Linked DNA regions of Mus musculus: regions 1 and 3 are each linked to region 2. Evidence: chromatin contacts called from public HiChIP or PLAC-seq data. All regions are on one chromosome and are shown on one strand. The core of a region is the stretch at or near the end of the contact, and the rest is flanking DNA. Distances in the headings are between cores, read along the strand shown. Region 1 holds the start of Abhd17c (abhydrolase domain containing 17C). Region 2 overlaps Tlnrd1 (talin rod domain containing 1). Region 3 overlaps Tmc3 (transmembrane channel-like gene family 3).

Region 1 (4,033 bases), core at 969-3,468, 270 kb before region 2:
TTGTTGGTAATGTACAAAATCATATTGCACAAGTCCTTTGCAAAAGGAGACTAAACTAAGCCAACTTTAAATTTCCCAACAGGACTGCCACCAGAACATCTGGAATATGATTGCTATCCTCCCTATTGGCAGCACAAAGATGTGGACTTAGGCATCATTAGCTGTCTGCTCATGAACTGCATGCTATTGCATTCTGTCAGGTGGGAGGAACGGTGCTGGAGGAAGACTGACTGAGACGAGAGTAGATGCTTCTCACTTCAGTTCGGTACTCAGCGTCCTCTATTTTCACTCTGCACTAAAGTGAAATGTACTAGCTTATGTTCCTCACAGAAATACCACCAAGTGGGGACCCGAGACCATTGCCTAAGGCTACCTATGCCCACCCCCAAAACACATGTAATAATAATAATAATAATATTTAAATGTTCACAAATAGCTGATTTGATTGTTTGCTTATTTAATTGAGACATGGTCTCATTGCCCAGTTTGGCATCAGCTCACTATAAAGTTGGGAATGACCTTGAACTTCTGATCCCCGCCACCATTTTTGAGTTGGTGGCTTGTTTAATTCACATGCAAAACTGTTTTCGGTCTTCTTAGAGTGTCTTGACTGACTATGGCAGAGATGGTCCTATCTTTTGCAGTTCTGGCGACTGACCCAGTAGGTATTGCTTGAAAAACACGACACACGTTGACTTAATACGGGAAACAAGCAGGCAAAATATTAACATGAAACAACTCCCAGAGTCTTTGGGAAAAACTTGGGGTCAGTCACTAAAGCCTGGCTAGGGAAGAGCAGCTTTGCCCATCTAACTTTAAAACAGACTTGGAGAGGCGTTGTGGGCAGGCTTTTGGGGATTCAGTGAAGATACGGCCTTTGAAAACTCAGTCCACAAGGTTACTACTTAAAGTGGTACTGGTAAATCAATTTATATTAGGATGCTCAAAATTCTTTTTGTTTAAAAAATGTTGTAATCCTTCTTGGGACATTTATGAGGTCTGGAATGGTGACTGCCCACTGGGGCTCTGGTTGTATTCATTGCAGGTAGCCTAAAATGACCTCCTACCCCTGAAAGGAAAGCCTGGTGCCAAAGTCCAGAGGAGAGGCTCTGCCAACCGGACACCAGGGTTCACACGGTTTCAGAAGCCCTGAGAGTTATATTTGGAAAATCACTTAAAGCCTATAGCCAAGACAATAGTGGATTAAAATCGTTGTAACATGTCTTTCATGATTAAAAAGTCTGGCGCCAAAACAGTTCTAGAGAAACTAACATCAAAAAGGACAGATATGGAGTATCCAGTTGGCACCACAGGGGATGATGTAAGGGATGGGGGTGAGAGAGGACCGTGTTGACACCATTTGTTGTAAAACCAACAGGCTCTGCTGTAATTGTTATTACAGAAAGACCTGCGTAGCTGTACATACCCAACAGCCGCCTGCAACACGGGAACACGTACGAGATGGACCAGAGCATTTATGGTAGTGGCTGTTCAAGAAGTCTTGAATCTCAGCAAGTGGTGGTAGAGGCTAGAAGCATGTGAGTTCTAAACCAGTGTAGGCTAAACTGTCTCAAACAACCAAAAGAGAAAAAAATAGCATTGATTAGAGGAAAGCAAGGCATTTTTAATGTACTCAATTCTCTTTCTCAATAATTATCTTTTACATAAATTCCCAATAACTCCACCAGGACAGAAAGCTGGTTTTGGAGAACTGAATCCTAAAGTATCTGCACACCTACCTTTTCAATCCAGGATTGTCCCAACCGCTCTAATCTCTTCAGACCCCCGCCCCAATCGCGCTAAGCCCCGCCCCAGACTCCAGAGCCTCGCTTCGGACCGGGGAGTTTGTTCTAACGAGTAGCCCCGCCCAGATGCGCTAACTCCCGCCCAAGAGGCGGGAGCCCCGCCCAGCCCGGGGAGTCCTGCTTCAGACTGGGGCGTCCGTTCCGATGGGTAGCCCCGCCCGCCTGTGGGGGCGCGCGGCGCGGTAACCCGGAAGTGGCAGTAGCGTGCGGGGGCGGGGCGGCGCGCTGGAGCGGGCCATGGCCGCCGCCGCCGCGGGCTTTGTGTGCCGCGCGCGAGCCCCGGCCGTCCGCACCTCGCCGGGGCTGCGGGGCTGCCGCTGACCCGCCCCGCTCGCCGCGCCGCGCCCGCCTGGCCCCGCCCCTGGCCTCTCCGCCTTCTCGGCCGGCCTCCAGTTCTCGGCGCTCTCCCTCTGCGCTCCCTGCGCTTCCCTCCCGCCCGCGGCGGGCGCCAGGCCGCCCCGATGCCCGAGCCCGGCCCCAGGATGAACGGCTTCTCGCTCGGCGAGCTGTGCTGGCTCTTCTGCTGCCCTCCTTGTCCGAGCCGCATCGCCGCCAAGCTGGCCTTCCTGCCGCCCGAACCCACCTACACGGTGCTGGCGCCCGAGCAGCGCGCGCCCGCTCCCGCGGCGACCCCCGCGCCCGCCCCGGCGGCGCAGCCCGCTCCGGCCGAGGAGGGTGCGGGCCCCGGCGCGTGCAGCCTGCACCTGAGCGAGCGCGCCGACTGGCAGTACTCGCAGCGCGAACTGGACGCCGTCGAGGTCTTCTTCTCGCGCACGGCCCGCGACAACCGGCTGGGCTGCATGTTCGTGCGCTGCGCGCCCTCCAGCCGCTACACGCTGCTCTTCTCGCACGGCAACGCCGTGGACTTGGGCCAGATGTGTAGCTTCTACATCGGCCTGGGCTCGCGCATCAACTGCAACATCTTCTCTTACGACTACTCGGGCTATGGTGTGAGCTCCGGCAAGCCCTCCGAAAAGAATCTCTACGCTGACATCGACGCCGCGTGGCAGGCACTGCGCACCCGGTGAGCCCCGAGCCACGGTTGGGGTGCGGGCTTGTGCTCCCGGATTGTTGCATTCGCTCGAGATTGCAACAGCCCTCGGGGATGGAGAGCTCAGACTTAAAGGGTCCTGCCTGCTTTTCACTGGCCCGCGCGGCCTGGAGTCTTTGTGGCTCCGGTTAAACGCACGTGGCCGCTGTGGGGGATGCCAATGTACCGGCCAAACCAACTTGGTTGGGCTTGAGTTGTGTCTTGAGCTACGCGCAGACCCCGAAGGTCTGGTAGAAGTGACCTTGGGGTTTTCAGAGCCCTTGACAGCTGGGGAGAGACGATGACCTCTAAAAGACTTTCCAAGTAGAAAGTGTCCCTGGGGCGATGCCTGTGCAGCCCTTAAGGCTGGGTCGGGTCGGGTGTGGGGAGGACTTTGCCTCCTGGTCCCGCAGAGTATGTGGCACTGGGAGATCAGGAAGTTAGCTGAAGAACCTTCCCTAAACACCACCAGTAGCGCAGAGTGTTATAGGCGTGAGGAAATCTCTTGACCTTGAGTTAGCGTTCATAAAACTGGAAAGTATTTATTCAGGGTCTTTTATATGCTAAGCACAAATTGTTATATTCTGAGGACAGACCAGGTTGGGGGGGGGGGGAACTAACTTAAGTTTTACTCTGAACTTAGACATTTGGTTTGCGGGAAAGTCAAGTGACCTGACCAGTTTTGGTGCTTGTGACCTTCCCATGCAATCCCCATAGCACAGGTGGCAACCGTACCTGAGGTCCTGTGTGTAATGAGCTTGGATTTCGTTAGAGGAATAAGTCCCCAGAATGACAGTAGGCACTGTTCTTTTTAGAGACCTTTGTATCGTTTTTATGAAACGTCTATTTGCTAAGCTAAGTACATGGCCAGTAATAATGACTTTATTTCCATATGTGTTGCACATATGTTCATAAGTTATCCCTTATGCTTCTTGAGAAATGGCTTGTATAACAGAGAAGTACTTAGTATTCACTCTAAGATGCTTGCTCACATTCTTCTGAGGTCTTGGAGGGCTCCTCAATTGGGGTATAGTTTTTGGAGAATGATGTAGGCAGATGAGGCTGGATTCTATCCTGATGGAGTGGCTGAGGATCCACAAGTAGTCACATGCCACCTGCTCCCAAGAACAGGTTTCAGAAGTATTTGTCAGAAGCGGGGAGTGGAGTGCTGGTGTGGGATATGCTTCAGCACTCTGGA
Region 2 (4,375 bases), core at 843-3,342:
TGGAGGGCTTGTTTTTATGACCTTGATTCAAGTGGCTGGTTGGGTATTGAAAGAGTATTTTGTTGATTGAAATCATGTCGAGGTAGTTTGGCTTTTCTGTAGATAAATAAATTTGGGATGGACTTTTTAAGGGGGAGTTTATGGCTTGTTGAAGACACTGTTGAATAGTTTCTTACTAAATAGAGTGACAAACTTATCTATAGCCTTGAAACCTGGATGAGCCACATGCGCAAAAAACTCCTGTAGGCTTTCAGTGTATCATTTACTTTTTCAGGGGGTTTTATTGTGCTTAAACCTTTCCAGTGCCCACAGATCTGAAAAGTTGTCACCATAAAATGTTAGCAGCAAAATGAAATTTAACTTATAAAATCAATTTTTCCCACACTTTCTAAAAAAAAAAACTTAAAGTAATAGTGTGTATACATTTTATTTTCAATGGTCAGAGCAAACCTGGCTGTTGCTCACACCTCTCATTTCAACACTTCAGAGACTGAAGTCGAAGTCTTGCCATAAGTCTGAGGCCAGCATAGACAGTTGGTGTCTCAGCACAGCAAATATGCATTAGGAATTAAGTGAGAAATGGTCAAAGGAGCAGTTGTTTTCTCTAATTAGATCTTGCAAGAGTTATAAAGTAAAATGAAGTGACCTTGGGTATGCTCCTACCCCCCCCCCCCCAGTTCTTTTGTAAAGTTTAGTCTAGATCAGCTGCAGGTAGATTGGCAAGAGGGCTGCCAAAAGAAGTCCTATGTACACATGGAAATTATTTCTATTCGTTGGGTTTACACAAATGATAAAGTCTAAATTTCCTATGGTTCCTTTAGTCTGCAGATATCACAGAGTAAACTGAAAGGAATTAAGAGCCAGAAGAACTAATCCTTGAAGAACTAATTTTAAAACTGCAAGCCAAAAGGCAAAAAGACTTGCCCTATCTCCTTGCATGACATTAACTAGCTAGTCTCCACATTAAATTTGAAACTGCTCTTTCTCACAGAGTTTCTCACAGTTGTCTCAGTGCTTGTGTATGTGATAGGGGTTGAGTGCGGAATGTTAAAAATCTCTGTCCTTGAGAAATGTGATATTTAATTTCTTTTTTTGGTTTATAAGGGTCGGGGTTTGTCTGACAGTAGGTGCCTTGAAATTTTCTCTGTCTTTTCAAGCAGGTTTTTAGAAGCCAGAGTGAGTAGCACACAGTTCCGTTCTGTGTGTGTCTGCAGTGCCTGGTTAGGGACTTGGGCACTGGTCTTTGGCATTCTAATTTCCTTCCAATATATTAGTTGCCAAACTTCTCTTTTAAATAATCCTTGATTTTTTTTTTTTTAAAGAAGTACATCAACCTATTTCATAATAGGCTGTAATGAGGTCAGCAGAGTTACTGGTTCCAGAAATAAAATCAGAACGGCCTCATTCCACTCAGCCTTCTTTTTATAAATATGTAAATTAAGCTTCACCACCACTAACTTCAGTCCAACCCTGGGTTCTTCTGACTTTTCTGGGTCAAGGTTTGTAAGTCAGGTTTAATGCAGAGTCCTTTCTGACCAAGAGATGCCAAGAACCTCCTTAGGCATGCTAAAGAGAAAGACAGAAAACCAGCTAAAACCAGCTAAGTTCCCCGAACAAAAGCCATTGTCTATGACAGTCAACCGAAGGAAATGGGACAGAGCAGGCTTTCAGGCATGACCAGGGGGAAAAGAGATCAAAACAAGACAAGAAGCCTTTCTTTGTCAGTTTAAAGTTTGGGCTTTCTTATTCATCCTGAGTTCTTGGTAAGAATGCAAATCAATCTCTCTCTCTCTCTCTCTCTCTCTCTCTCTGTGTGTGTGTGTGTGTGTGTGTGTGTGTGTGTGTGTGTGACTGTCATTCTGGAAACATCAGTTAACGGCTGAATGGTAGTTATTTTTCACTTTCCTTTTAAAGCTGGTATAGGGGTCTGAGATATTTTGCAGTTTGAGACAGCTAATTTTAACAGGAACACCTGTTTTTTTTCTGAATGAATGTGACTGGTGAACAGGCAGAATGGCGGGGGTTGGACAGAGGACCTCCAGAGTTAGCAACTGAGCAGTGCACAGAGACTGAGAGGACTTGGAGAAGAAATCCACAGACTTAGCACCTCTGCCTGCGGCTGCTGCCTGGCTTGACCTTTGACTCTAGTAGCTGAATGAGTTCTTAAGGAGACCTGGGTTTTAAGGGCAGATCCTCTCAGCGCTTGCTTGATTATTTACTTTGGGTATCTGTGACTAATTGGTCCAATTTGCTTAAGCAAAGTTTCTGGGAGTGATCTGCTTCCCCCTACAATGATAAAGGCTCAAAAACTGTAGTTGTCTAGATATAAGGAAACGCCGCTTTTAGCAGGGGCCTCTGTGATTGAGGTCAGTTTAACAGAATTGGGGTCAATTTAACAAAGCAGGGAGCCCATTAAGATCAGAGGCTATAATGCCTGGCATATATGTATTTTGGTTTTGGTTTTGGTTTTTAAATGAAACTAATAAAATGCCTGCAACAAGATTACATAAGCAAGTAGTGAAATAGTTCCTGTAGGTGGAAGTTATAATGGCCATTTACTGGGCCAAAAGGCAGTGGGAGCCAACTAGGATACAGACAGCTGTGAGTGATGCCTTGCTCTGGACTCAGTACTGCTGTGTGGTCCAAGGACCTTCAGCACCAGCACTATTCTGGATGCCACCTCAGCTTTGTTCACTAGAAGCTGCTCTGTGTTGTATCAGGCTCTCCAGGTGACTGATGCATGCCCAGGTTGGAGCCTCCCTGCCCTATAAAGTATGCAGGTTTCTTTTTTATCTTTAAATCCAGAATACACCCCTTGTGTGTCAGGAGGCTATATCATTTCTATGAGCTTCCCCTTTGCTCTGGTGTCCTTTTCTCTTGGACATTGTGAGCTTAAACCTAAGTCTTTGTATGTGGCAAGCAAGTGCTCTGCCACTGAGGTATGTCCTCAGGCCCGAGGAACTCTTAGATTGATCTTTGAGGGTGTGTGTGTGTGTATCTGATGTGTGTTGTGCTTCATGTGTATCTGATGTGTGTGTGGATGCAACCGTGCACATGCCACAGTTTGCATGTGGAGATCAGAAGACAGGTTTGAGAATTACATCATCAAAATTGTGTAGTAGTACTCTGGGAGCCATCTCTTTAACTTGAGAATTGAGCTCTCTCTCTCACGCACTCTTTCTTTCTATCTCTCCCTCCCCTTTCTCTCTGTGTACATGTGTGCATGTTTATCTAAAGTACAGAGTTCTCTTCCCTTTATGCTTTGGAAAGAAACTGAAACAATACAACATAAACCAGCAAACTGACTTTATGTTCTTACATATTATCTCTTGTGCAAGGTGAATTCAAAAGAAAAAGTCAACCTGTGAGCTCTTTGACCAACCAAGAAAGAACACTTCACTTCTGAGTTTATTTACTATTTTGTATAATTTTTTTTTAATTTATGGGTATGAGTTTTGCATATCTGTGTACTATGTGCATGCCTAGTGCCTCAGAAGGTCAGAAGAGGGCGTTGGATCCCCTGGAACTGGAGTTATGGATATTTGTGAGTCACCACGTGGATTCTGGGAAGCAAACCTGGGTCTCCTGAGAGATCAATAAGTGCTCTTAACTGCTGAGCTTTGCCTCTAGCCCTGGCTACTGAGCTTCTAACACATACTCACAAGCAATGTATGTACAGACCGATTCCAACATGCACTGCAGGAAATCTGTACTGCAGTATGTGATACACCCAGAAGATAGGGTGATCAACCTTAAGAGCTAGAGTTGCCTTTTAAAAGACTCACTCTTCTTGGGATGGTGGCATGAGTGGGTGTGGGGACCAGAAGCTGCTACTCACATGACATATTACTGAGAGGGTACCCAGGATCTCAGTCATACCCTGGCCCTACCCCCTGCCTTGTAAGAACTGCTCTTTGGCACCTTATCCAGGAGGCCCTATTCACGTTTACCCAGGGACACTTCTGTGGTAACGTGAGGTAGCATTGACTGAGTCCTGGCTTTTTTCTGAACTGTGGTAACTGAGGCATTTGCTATCCTTATTTCAGTCTTTAGTTTACAGACCACTTTCACTCATAATGTGTCCTTGGGTCCTTAGAGCACTCTTGGGAGGAGGTAGGTATTACTCACTGTGTCTGTCCTCCAAACATTTGTGCCTCTGTTTTCCCGTTGTAAAAACTAAAGCAAATATTTACAGTGAACTCCATGAAGCGGAAGACCTTGTGATGGACTCCACCAGAGTAACCCCGTCTACCTCCCTGAATGTTAGGTTCACGTCGGTTTTCCTTGACATTCTTGCCTTAACGTGGAGTGCTCTGACACAGCAAGTGCCTCGATGCTTTGCTCTGTCCTCTAAGAAGTGTTCTGTGTAGCTTCA
Region 3 (3,925 bases), core at 235-2,734, 260 kb after region 2:
TAGACATGGAAAAGCCAAGGTTTTATGCCTGAGGGGTTTCCTGTAAGAACAATTAGTTCATGCATGTGTGAAACTCTGCCAAGGCAAACAGTATCCTGTAGCTGAAGGAGTTGGGACCTGTAGAGTTTCATATTCTGGTTATTTTAGGGATGAGGCCCAAGTCTCAGTTGAGATTCATTTTGCTTTACTTGTACTGAGCACATTCAGCCTGGAGGTGACTTTATAGAATATTATTTTCGACAGTTTTTGTACATGAAAGAGTTTCCTGTTTTGGAATTTTACTCTCAGCCTCATGCTGACACTCAAGGACTTTCAGGTCCTGAAACAGTTCAGATCTTTAGATTAGGGAGGCTCAGTCTGAAATGGTTTGAGTCACAAAGAAAATACAAATGAGCCACTAGGGAGATATCCATGGACAAAATGCCCTGCAACTGGAAATGGCTTCCTAACTTGACATTTCACAAAGCCAGGCTGTTGCTCCTTTACATAAATTTGCATGTGTGGGAGCAGTTGTTTTCTTTACCTAGTGAAAAGGGGATATGGGGTTGTTTTTCAGTGATGATGAGAGACAGGAGGTGAGCAGGAGGCCTCACTTAAGGAAGTATGACTTTCAGGATACACACGACCCAGAGAGTTTGGTACCTTGGATACCTCCTTGGCCTCCTCCTGACCTTGAGGGAGCAGGAGACAGAAGCAGAAGGCCAGGGAGTATCTGCCTCAATCTGGTTACTTTAGGAGAGGTGTGTACTCCAGGTGGGAAGGAGTCTATGTCAGACAAAATCTAAAAAATAAGAAAGAAGAGAGCAGAGTGCTTGGGGTTCAAATAGTACTAGGGGCTCAGGGGTCAAAGTTGATCCAGGTGGGGGTGGCTCTTCACCAGTCTATTAAAGTCTACCGAGCTGCCATGCAAAGAGGGCTTAAGTGAGCATCAGGCTTGCTCCCAGCCAAAGCAAGTGACCACTGGCTATTCTCAGAAATAACTTGGAGGGACTCGGTGGGTAGTCACTTTGTACCATAGCACATGTGCACTGTAATCTGAGGGTTGGAGCTGCTTTGGACTCTCATGCTGGAGAGGGTGCAGGTATCTGGCCAGGGCTGACATTGGCATGGATGAGAGCTGAGTTCAGATGATACTTGCATTTTGGATCTGCATCCTGAGTTGCTGGCTGCTGAGCTTGAGTGATCTCGCGATGCTCTGAAGGTAGTAGATGAGCATGCTGGCATGGAAGGACATGGGATAGTAAGCAGGGTTCTTAAATTGCTTCTGTAGCTTCCCAGCCCTGCTCGGGGGCAGCAGAAGTGAGGGTTCCTCCTCACTAACCTCTGAATCTTGAACAAAAACACATCTGCCTTCTTTCTCACAGCCTGTGGTCACTGGGAAAGCACAACTTCATTTTTTAAATTTTTGCTTCCCGCAGCTGACCCCTGTTGCTTCAGATTCTGCACCCTGACAATAAATACAAGGCACCAAGACCAGCAGGCACCTTGCAGCCAATCAAGCTGTGGCTACTGGTTTCACTTCTCTCTGAAAGACCTAAGAAACATAAGCTACTCAGCTGAATTATGACATTTCAAAATTATCTACACTTCTGCAGAATACTCTACTGGTATTCATAGTGTCCGGACCTGTTAGAGTGGCCACAGTAACCTTCCAGATGGTGTGGTTGACTTGGGAGCTATGCAGCCATCCCTCTGTAGCATGGTGCCTTGTGTTCTCAAGTGTGGCTCAAGATCAATGTTTAGATCATCAACACTTGTAAGTGCTTTCTGAATGGACTAATTTTTTTTTTTTAATTATTGGACATCAGTGTGATCAGGTGACTACACACTTGTCCTAGAAGGCTGAGAGGTGTGGCACCCCTTGGAGACTGTGGGCAATAGTGTCTCCTCAAGTCTGGAAGTTATGACAGACCCCGTAGGCTGGGAGATATGATGCCCCCTAGGGGCTGGGAGGTGTAGCACTCACAACAGAAGCAGCACAGCTGGAAGTATCACCACGGGGCTGCTGATATGTCCAACTACAGCGTGAAACCAGGTCGGGAAGTCATTCTCTATCGTCTCGGACACGATGTCATAAATTTTCTCTTGTCCGCTAGGAAAAAAGAAAAAGATAACTCCAGATTGGACTGCTTTTGCCAGGGGAATGTTTCAAGATCTATCAAAAGTGTTTGGGTGTCTAGAGATGGATCTCCACAAGTGGCTATAAAAGCTGGAGGCCAATCTCCAAATGACCAAGATGCCTAACACTCCTGAAGTTATGTGAAGTAGTGATCTGGTTACCTGGTAGGTCTGGAGGTGAGGCCACTGATCGCACTATGAGTGCACTGGCCTTTTAGCAAGTAAATGAAGACACCTCTAACGGCTTCCTGGCTCAAAACCGGCTTAGGCAAAGATGGAGATGGCAGTTGAGATCTGTATGGCTATAGCAAGACACTCCAGACTGAAAGCTGGCACAGACTGTCTTCAAATGAAGCCTGGCTTCAGTCACATAGATTTCTGTACAACCATCTGCTCCTTTCCCCTCCTTTTCTTTTCTACCTCCAAACCCTTCTTTAGATCCACCCACTTGCTCTCTTTCAAACCCCTGATCTCTTTTTGCATCAACTCATAGTACATGCATACTTGTATGCATATGTATATTTATATTATACATATATTTCTAAATACATTACTACAACCTATTCAGTCTGGATATATTATATACAAGTGTGTTTTCAGTTTTGTGACAGAGTCCTACTCAGTAGATCAGGCTGACCTTTAACTATTGACAGTCCTCCTGCCTCAGCCTCTCAAATACTAGGATGATAGGGGTGACGAACCACACCATGCTCTGTTGGTTGTTTTCCATTATTTAAAAATATTGTATTGTGTTATATTAACTTATCCATTTGCTTGGTTACTTATTTCACTTTTCTATGTGTGTTACCTGAAGGGACCACAGTTCAGAGACGGCTTGTAGTGGACAATGGCAAAAATGGTGGGCAGCATGCAAAGGAACAACATGAACAGGAGCATTGCCAGGTAGAAGTTGTTGGATCTGCAAAAAGAGCAAGTATCACGAAGCAGCATTCATTCCAGAGTCTGAATGAGTGCATCCACATAGCTACACAGAAGTACTACCACCTCTGTGGATGGAACTGCTCTCTTATCAGGGGCCTGGAGAGGTGGCTCAGTTGCTAAAGCGCTTGCTGCATGAACACAAGGACCTGAGTTTGATCCCCAGCACCCGCGTGAAAAGGCTGAAACAGGCAGCATACTTGAAATCCCAGCAATGGGGAGGCAGAGACAGGACAGTCCCTGAGGCCTACTGGCCATTCAGCCTGGTCAGACTGGCAAAGCATAAGGTGGAGAGTAATTGAGAAAGGTACCTGCCTGCTATCAACCTCTGGCCTCTACACGTATATGCATACATATATGCACATGCACTTGCATATATACACAGACTAACACACACACACTGCTGTGTGTGAGGGTCATGGCCAGCTTAGAAACCCAGAACTCAGCTTTCAGAGAGAAGCTTCCACTCGAGCAAGTTTACTTTCCAAATACTGGCTGGGCACTCGTAAGCTATAAACCAAGAAGACAGTGACCCTATCCCTGCGTGCATGGCTTCTACCCAGTTAGCTCTACTCATAGAAATCTCAGAACTACTTTAGGACCCACCAGGGTCCTGACCTCATGTCTTCCTCTTCTCTGACAGCCTTGAGCTTGCTTCTTAGGCCCCAGGGTTGGGGCTCTGTTGGATGTGACTCTTAGCCATCTGAATTGGATCACATTTGCTCTTGTTTTGTTTATTTCTCTGCTCCTTACTGCTCAAAGTGAATGGTCTACTAGGGTAAGCCCTGGTGCCTCATCCCTGGTTCCCAGGCCAGTATCAGGGCCGTCAACTGCCCAGCTTCTCTACTGGTAGCTCCGACTAATTTGG

The links. HiChIP or PLAC-seq counts read pairs in DNA pulled down with a chosen protein or histone mark.
Region 1: an H3K27ac HiChIP or PLAC-seq map of embryonic stem cells shows a contact between it and region 2, with 4 times the contacts expected there. The contact joins the promoter of Abhd17c here to the enhancer-like site in region 2. A contact is called at or near these places in 5 of 39 promoter capture datasets (3T3-L1-derived adipocytes, the C10 cell line, embryonic stem cells and 1 more), 12 of 484 Hi-C or Micro-C datasets (B cells, CD4 T cells, the G1E-ER4 cell line and 7 more), 9 of 115 datasets of contacts at active chromatin or transcription factors (the 230-238 cell line, CD8 T cells, bone marrow-derived macrophages and 5 more) and 3 of 9 other capture datasets (adipose tissue, liver and pancreatic islet).
Region 3: a contact with region 2 is called in an H3K27ac HiChIP or PLAC-seq map of bone marrow-derived dendritic cells, with 4 times the contacts expected there. The contact joins two enhancer-like sites. A contact is called at or near these places in 2 of 484 Hi-C or Micro-C datasets (the AML12 cell line and large pre-B cells), 7 of 115 datasets of contacts at active chromatin or transcription factors (bone marrow-derived dendritic cells, bone marrow-derived macrophages, embryonic stem cells and 2 more) and 1 of 9 other capture datasets (adipose tissue).

What each region holds. Positions count from the first base shown.
Region 1 is chr7:84,150,078-84,154,110 of GRCm38.p6, reverse strand. Abhd17c (abhydrolase domain containing 17C) reads left to right here and starts at 2,218. Exons shown (of 3, transcript NM_133722.2): 1 at 2,218-2,829. The coding sequence starts at 2,267. LOC117997403 (a long non-coding RNA gene) reads right to left here and starts at 1,971. Exons shown (of 3, transcript NR_169136.1): 1 at 1,740-1,971; 2 at 1,427-1,565. It overlaps Gm39044 (a long non-coding RNA gene), which reads left to right. Exons shown (of 3, transcript XR_869770.2): 3 at 83-425.
Region 2 is chr7:83,876,483-83,880,857 of GRCm38.p6, reverse strand. Tlnrd1 (talin rod domain containing 1) reads left to right here. Exons shown (of 1, transcript NM_030705.4): 1 at 1-363. Among named protein-coding and RNA genes, the nearest start is that of Tlnrd1, 5.7 kb to the left of the region's middle. Within about 2 kb of position 2,092, at least 85 of the 459 cell types and tissues checked have an H3K27ac peak or open chromatin away from gene starts, as enhancers often do. A contact at or near this core is called in 3T3-L1-derived adipocytes, B cells, embryonic stem cells and 4 more, where this site is marked.
Region 3 is chr7:83,614,025-83,617,949 of GRCm38.p6, reverse strand. Tmc3 (transmembrane channel-like gene family 3) reads right to left here. Exons shown (of 23, transcript NM_177695.4): 17 at 2,927-3,037; 18 at 1,967-2,092; 19 at 1,139-1,217. The region is part of intron 1 of Gm16638 (predicted gene, 16638); the gene reads left to right. Among named protein-coding and RNA genes, the nearest start is that of Gm16638, 16 kb to the left of the region's middle. Within about 2 kb of position 1,484, at least 41 of the 459 cell types and tissues checked have an H3K27ac peak or open chromatin away from gene starts, as enhancers often do.